Linked DNA regions of Mus musculus: region 2 is linked to region 1. A link is a contact called in public Micro-C data. All regions are on one chromosome and are shown on one strand. Each heading gives the region's core, a stretch centred on a gene start, on an enhancer-like site or on the middle of the called end of the contact. The rest is flanking DNA. Distances are from core to core; before and after follow the strand shown.

Region 1 (2,739 bases), core at 196-2,695:
TAAGATTCCTCCGTTTACCTTTCGCCATCTGGTAATCTCTGGAGTTAGTAGTTATAGTTGACTCTGTTTAGAGATTGTTCTTCTGGTGATTCTGTTACCGTCTATCAGCAGACCTGGGAGACAGATTCTCTCCTCTGAGTTTCAGTGCTCAGAGCACTCTCTGCTGGCAAGCTCTCTTACAGGGAAGGTGCGCAGATATCTTGTATTTGGACCTCCTCCTGGCCGAAGAAGAAGGCCCAAAACAGGACCTTTCTCAGACACTGTGTTGCTTTGGCAGTTCCCAGGTGGTACAGACTCTAACCTAAGCAGACTAAATTCCTAAGTTCCTTGGAGTCCCGGGACGAAGATGGTGACCGCTGCTGCTGTGGCTTAGGCCGCCTCCCCTGCCGGGTGGGCACCTGTCCTCCGGTCCGGAAGGTGGCCGGCTGTCCCCGGCCCACACAGGGTGCTGCCTCAGCGCCTCTGTGCTTCTGCCTGTTCCAGAAGCTGTCAGGTTCTCTGGCGCACCCTCTCACCTGTTCAGACTAATTTCCTAAGTTCGGCGGGTCCCGGACCAAGATGGCGACCGCTGCTGCTGTGGCTTAGGCCGCCTCCCCAGCCGGGTGGGCACCTGTCCTCTGGTCCGGAAGGTGGCCGGCTGTCCCCGGCCCACACAGGGTGCTGCCTCAGCGCCTCTGTGCTTCTGCCTGTTCCAGAAGCTGTCAGGTTCTCTGGCGCACCCTCTCACCTGTTCAGACTAATTCCCTAAGTTCGGCGGGTCCCGGACCAAGATGGCGACCGCTGCTGCTGTGGCTTAGGTCGCCTCCCCAGCCGGGCGGGCACCTGTCCTCTGGTCCGGAAGGTGGCCGGCTGTCCCCGGCCCACACAGGGTGCTGCCTCAGCCCCTCTGTGCTTCTGCCTGTTCCAGAGGCTGTCAGGTTCTCTGGCGCACCCTCTCACCCGTTCAGACTAATTTCCTAAGTTCAGCGGGTCCCGGACCAAGATGGCGACCGCTGCTGCTGTGGCCCAGGCCGCCTCCCCAGCCGGGCGGGCACCTGTCCTCCGGTCCAGACGGTGGCTGGCTGTCCCCGGCCCACAAAGGGTGCTGCCTCAGTGCCTCTGTGCCTCTGCCTGTTCCAGAGGCTGTCAGGTTCTCTGGCGCACCCTCTCACCTGTTCAGACTAATTTCCTAAGTTCGGCGGGTCCCGGACCAAGATCCTTCCTGAATGTTTTAAAAGAGCTAGTATATGTTTTGTGTGGGGTTTTGGTTTTTTCTTTTTCTTCTCTCTCTCTCTCTCTCTCTCTCTCTCTCTCTCTCTCTCTCTCTCTCTCTCTCTAGAATGTTTGCATTTCAAATCACATAGAATATGAGACATTTACTTGGAAAACTAGCCTTGCTTAGAGGGTCAGGGTGGCTGGCCTCTGCTTCCTGCTAGCATCCTTGGAAGGGCAGAGCTATTCTCTTCCTCTGAAAAGCATTCTATACATTTGCATGCATGAGAAGGGAAGGCACAAAGCAATAGTAAAGCCCTCAATTGATTTCTTCTATTTTCTTTTTCAGCAAATGTCCCCAGCAGGCCACAGGTAAGAGTTAATGGTTCAATTGACTTCGCTTTCTTGATCCCATCTGGGCGTAAGCACATTAGCTGCTATTGATTTAGTTTAGTCTTACTTCATTCTCCATATAAATGAGTAAAGCCACGTGATGTTTAAGTGTTACTTGGTTCTGTACAACAGATTGTTGCTTTGAAGATGTTGGGTGGGACCATTTGGTTCCCCAAACCAAACTCTATGAGGCACCCAAAGTACCCATGCTGGATTTCAGTTCTCATTCCATGCTCTCTACTATACAAGTTTCTGTGTAAATCTGACTGACCTCAAATCTCACATTTGTCACAGAACAGTGACTTTGAAATGTCCCTGGTACTACAGGGCAATACTGAGATCATTACTCCAATGAAGACAGAGTTGCCTTTTTCATTTAAGAAAATACGTTGAGCTCTTCTGGCATCTTTAGCCCAGTAGCTTTCAGTTTTGTTTGGTTCCTTATGAGGAGCCATTAATTAAAATATACCACGGAGCCAAAGCAGATCTTTATAAAACATTTTCTTGAGTGAATTTATTAGTCCTTTCAAAACAGTCAACATTGTTTCATCTTATTAGCAAGTGGAACTGGGGTCTTGGCTAGAAGACAGGTGTCTGTAAAGCAGTCTGTGACACAGTAGGTAGGGTTAGCATCTTCCGGTGATGCCCATTGTCCTGGTCCATTGGAAGCAAGGATTTTAAAGGGAAGTGAGATGACAGAAGAACCCTCAGAGGTATAAGAAGAGATGGGAAGATGTGCTCATGTGCAGGGAAGCAGACACATCCCAAAACAATCCATTTGTTAAAAGTACTCAAGTTAGACATGTTTTTTCAAAAATCTACTTCAAAATTGTGTAGCCCGTATTTAGACCCATTGGCATTTTCCACATAGCAGACACCACTAGACATCTGTCTCCTCCTCTCTAGGACATGAAGGAATGGGGTACTCTTTTGGTAGCCTAACACATATATCATCGCTACCTTTCCCAAGAAGCAAAGACCTCTCAATTTGACCTGGGTTTCTAGCCTGTTTAAAAAAAAAAAAAAAAAAAAAAAAAAAGACGTCTTGTCACCCCTGGCCTCTGCTTTTATGTTGGTGTTGACTACTGTAATAAACAGCTGGCATGTGACTTCAGGGTGAAGGAAATGTCCTCATCCCACATGAGCAGTTGGGGG
Region 2 (2,700 bases), core at 27-2,526, 220 kb before region 1:
AGTTCGAGGCCAGCCTGGTCTACAGAGTGAGTTCCAGGACAGCCAGGAAAATACAGAGAAATCCTGTCTCGAAAAACACCCCCACCCCCAAATGCCGGTCACAAAGTTAAGTGGTTCTTTAAGAACAAAAAACGTTAGTTGGAACTCTGCGTGACTGACGCGGATACAGTAGGGAGTAAACAGAAAGTTCTTTCTGAGAAGAGAGCTGGCATAGCACTCTAGATTCAGAAAATGCTATTTTGTCATCGTGACTAAAAGCTTGATGACTTGTGTTTCCTCTGGGGTGCAGTTTATTAAGTATCAAATGGAAATTTCCAGCCTGTATGTATGGATCTGAAAGCTATAGGCACGAACCGCTTTCTCTTGGTTCTCGGCAGAGCCCTGCTGGCCTTTCAAAGGGAAGTTAGTTGTTTATATTTAGCTCTGGAAATTAAGCAATTAGCAGGGATAGGAGAATATAGACAATGTCACACCATTGTCGTTTTCTCACTTGCTCGAAGTTTGTTCATCTCAGGCAAGGTAAATGAGTCCAAGTAATTGAAGTTGGAAAGGATGTGGAGTGTGGGAGAGGATTGCTTTTCATTTTTCTTTTTCTAGTTTGTTCAGGTCTGTGAAGTTCTGAAAGACTGATTTGTAACAAAGCTCAGTCACAGAAGCGGACAGTGCTTTTTAATGCTTAATAAATAATTGGCCGCTGTGACAGCATGGCCTGATAAAGCCGGAACGGAATCCCTCTAGAATGGAAAGTGAAGTAGTTGGGTCAGGCCTGGTGGTACAGGTTCTGTACTCTCAGCTAACTGGGAAGCTGAGGCTGGAAGATTGTTCCAGGCCTGGGTGGTTTGTAGAGTGAACTGAAGGTCAGGTTGTATAACTTAGTGACTCTCTGTCTTGTATTGAAATGTTAAAGTATCAAAGCTTTGTGTATTGTGCCAGGTGAACATTTGCCTAACATATGTAAGGCCCTAAGGGCAATTCCCTGCAGTTGCTGGAAGGTGTTGGTTTTCAGGGTGGGTGCCTCCTTCTCCCTGCTCTTCCTCCTTCTCTTCTCCCTCTTCTTCCTCCTTCTCTTCCTCCTCCTCCTAATACATATTTGTGCATGTTTATTATAGAATTGGTAGACAGTTTCTGTGTATAGACACCATGACCTTGACAACTCTTATTAAAAAAACAAAACAAGACAAAACATTTAATTGCGCTGGCTTACAGTATAGAGGTTCAGTCCCTTACCATCATGGTGGGAAGCATGGCAGAGTGCAGGCAGACATGGAGCTGAGGGTTCTATATCTGGATCCTCAAACAGCAGTTGGAGACTGTGTCACACCAGCCACATTTGACCTTATGCTACCTCAAAGCCTGCCCTCACAGTGACACACTTTCTCCAACAAGGCCACACCTCCTCCAAGGAGGCCACAGCTCCTAATACTGTCACTTCCTATGGGCCAAGCACTTATATACATTTGTGTATGGGCTCCATACCTGTTCAACACCACATTCACAAAAGTGACCATCTCTTTTGAGACAGGATCTTTTATTGGCCTGACCTCACCAAGCTGTCCAGACTGGGGTGGATTCTCCCTGTTTAGACTTCCCTAGCTCTGGGATTACAAAGACAGTGCACACACACCACCATACCCAACAAACATTTTTCTGTGGTTTCTGAGAATCAAGCTCAAGTCAAGCACTTTATCCAGTGAGCCACCTTCTCAGGCCATATTTATGGTGTCTGTATTTTTTCCTACTGTAAAAGGACTAGGAAAACAAAAACTGTTGACATAGAAAACCACAGCACAATAAAAATTAACAGGAAAGCAACAACCCTAGACTCCATGGGAAAGCGTCTAATGAAACACGGACAGAGACGCCTAATGAATAGGATTGTAAACGTTCTATGTGTTTTTAAGATAGTGTTAATATATATTTTTATATGTTTTATCTATCATCTATCCATTTATATATCTTCTATTTATCTATCTATCTAATTTATATATCATCTATCTACATATCTTTCATCTATCTATCTATCTATCTATCTATCTATCTATCTATCTATCTATCTTCCTACCTATCATCTGTCTGGGAAAGAAAATTGTCACCAGTTCTATGTAACATCTGGAGAAACAAGCTCTTTTAACTCCACAGTGAAGGCACAGAGTAGGCGATGCTTGGCCAGTACATGATTTAACTGGCACTGTTGACAGGTTTTCTGATTCCAGATTCAGTGTCTCTCTGCATTTCATTTCAGGTGGTCACAGTGGTTATCCTGAGCTACAAAGAACCATGCGGTTGAGGGGTAAAGAAAGAGAAAGTAGCTTAAGTCATTGCTATACTTTCTTTTAGTTATCATTCGTTGTATTTTCACTGTACTAGGAAGGAAATCCCCTGTGTAGATGTTTCATCACCCGTAGTCTTGGGCATGCCTAGGTACTTGTTCTCATCTTGAAGTTGAAAAAACAATGAGCAACTGGGCTGTGGTGGCGCACGCCTTTAATCCCAGTACTCGGGAGGCAGAGGCAGGTGGATTTCTGAGTTTGAGGCCAGCCTGGTCTACAAAGTGAGTTCCAGGACAGCCAGGGCTACACAGAGAAACCCTGTCTCGAAAAACCAAAAAAAAAAAAAAAAGAAAAAAAAAAAAAGAAAAACAATGAGCTACATTATTTTTGAAACTATTTTGGCTATATGAACGTTTTTGTTTCCAGTTTC

What was found. A called contact is a pair of places that touch in the nucleus more often than the background predicts.
Region 2: a contact with region 1 is called in a Micro-C map of embryonic stem cells, with 4 times the contacts expected there. The contact joins two enhancer-like sites. A contact is called at or near these places in 11 of 39 promoter capture datasets (the 3T3-L1 cell line, the C10 cell line, the HPC-7 cell line and 6 more), 8 of 484 Hi-C or Micro-C datasets (the Ba/F3 cell line and embryonic stem cells), 7 of 115 datasets of contacts at active chromatin or transcription factors (all in embryonic stem cells) and 2 of 9 other capture datasets (adipose tissue and embryonic stem cells).

The regions. Positions count from the first base shown.
Region 1 is chr10:12,384,342-12,387,080 of GRCm38.p6, reverse strand. It overlaps Utrn (utrophin), which reads left to right. Exons shown (of 74, transcript NM_011682.4): 73 at 1,541-1,563. Among named protein-coding and RNA genes, the nearest start is that of Gm25139, 17 kb to the right of the region's middle. Within about 2 kb of position 1,445, at least 3 of the 459 cell types and tissues checked have an H3K27ac peak or open chromatin away from gene starts, as enhancers often do. A contact at or near this core is called in embryonic stem cells, where this site is marked.
Region 2 is chr10:12,607,072-12,609,771 of GRCm38.p6, reverse strand. All of the region lies in intron 50 of Utrn (utrophin), which reads left to right. Among named protein-coding and RNA genes, the nearest start is that of Gm25139, 240 kb to the right of the region's middle. Within about 2 kb of position 1,276, at least 22 of the 459 cell types and tissues checked have an H3K27ac peak or open chromatin away from gene starts, as enhancers often do. A contact at or near this core is called in embryonic stem cells, where this site is marked.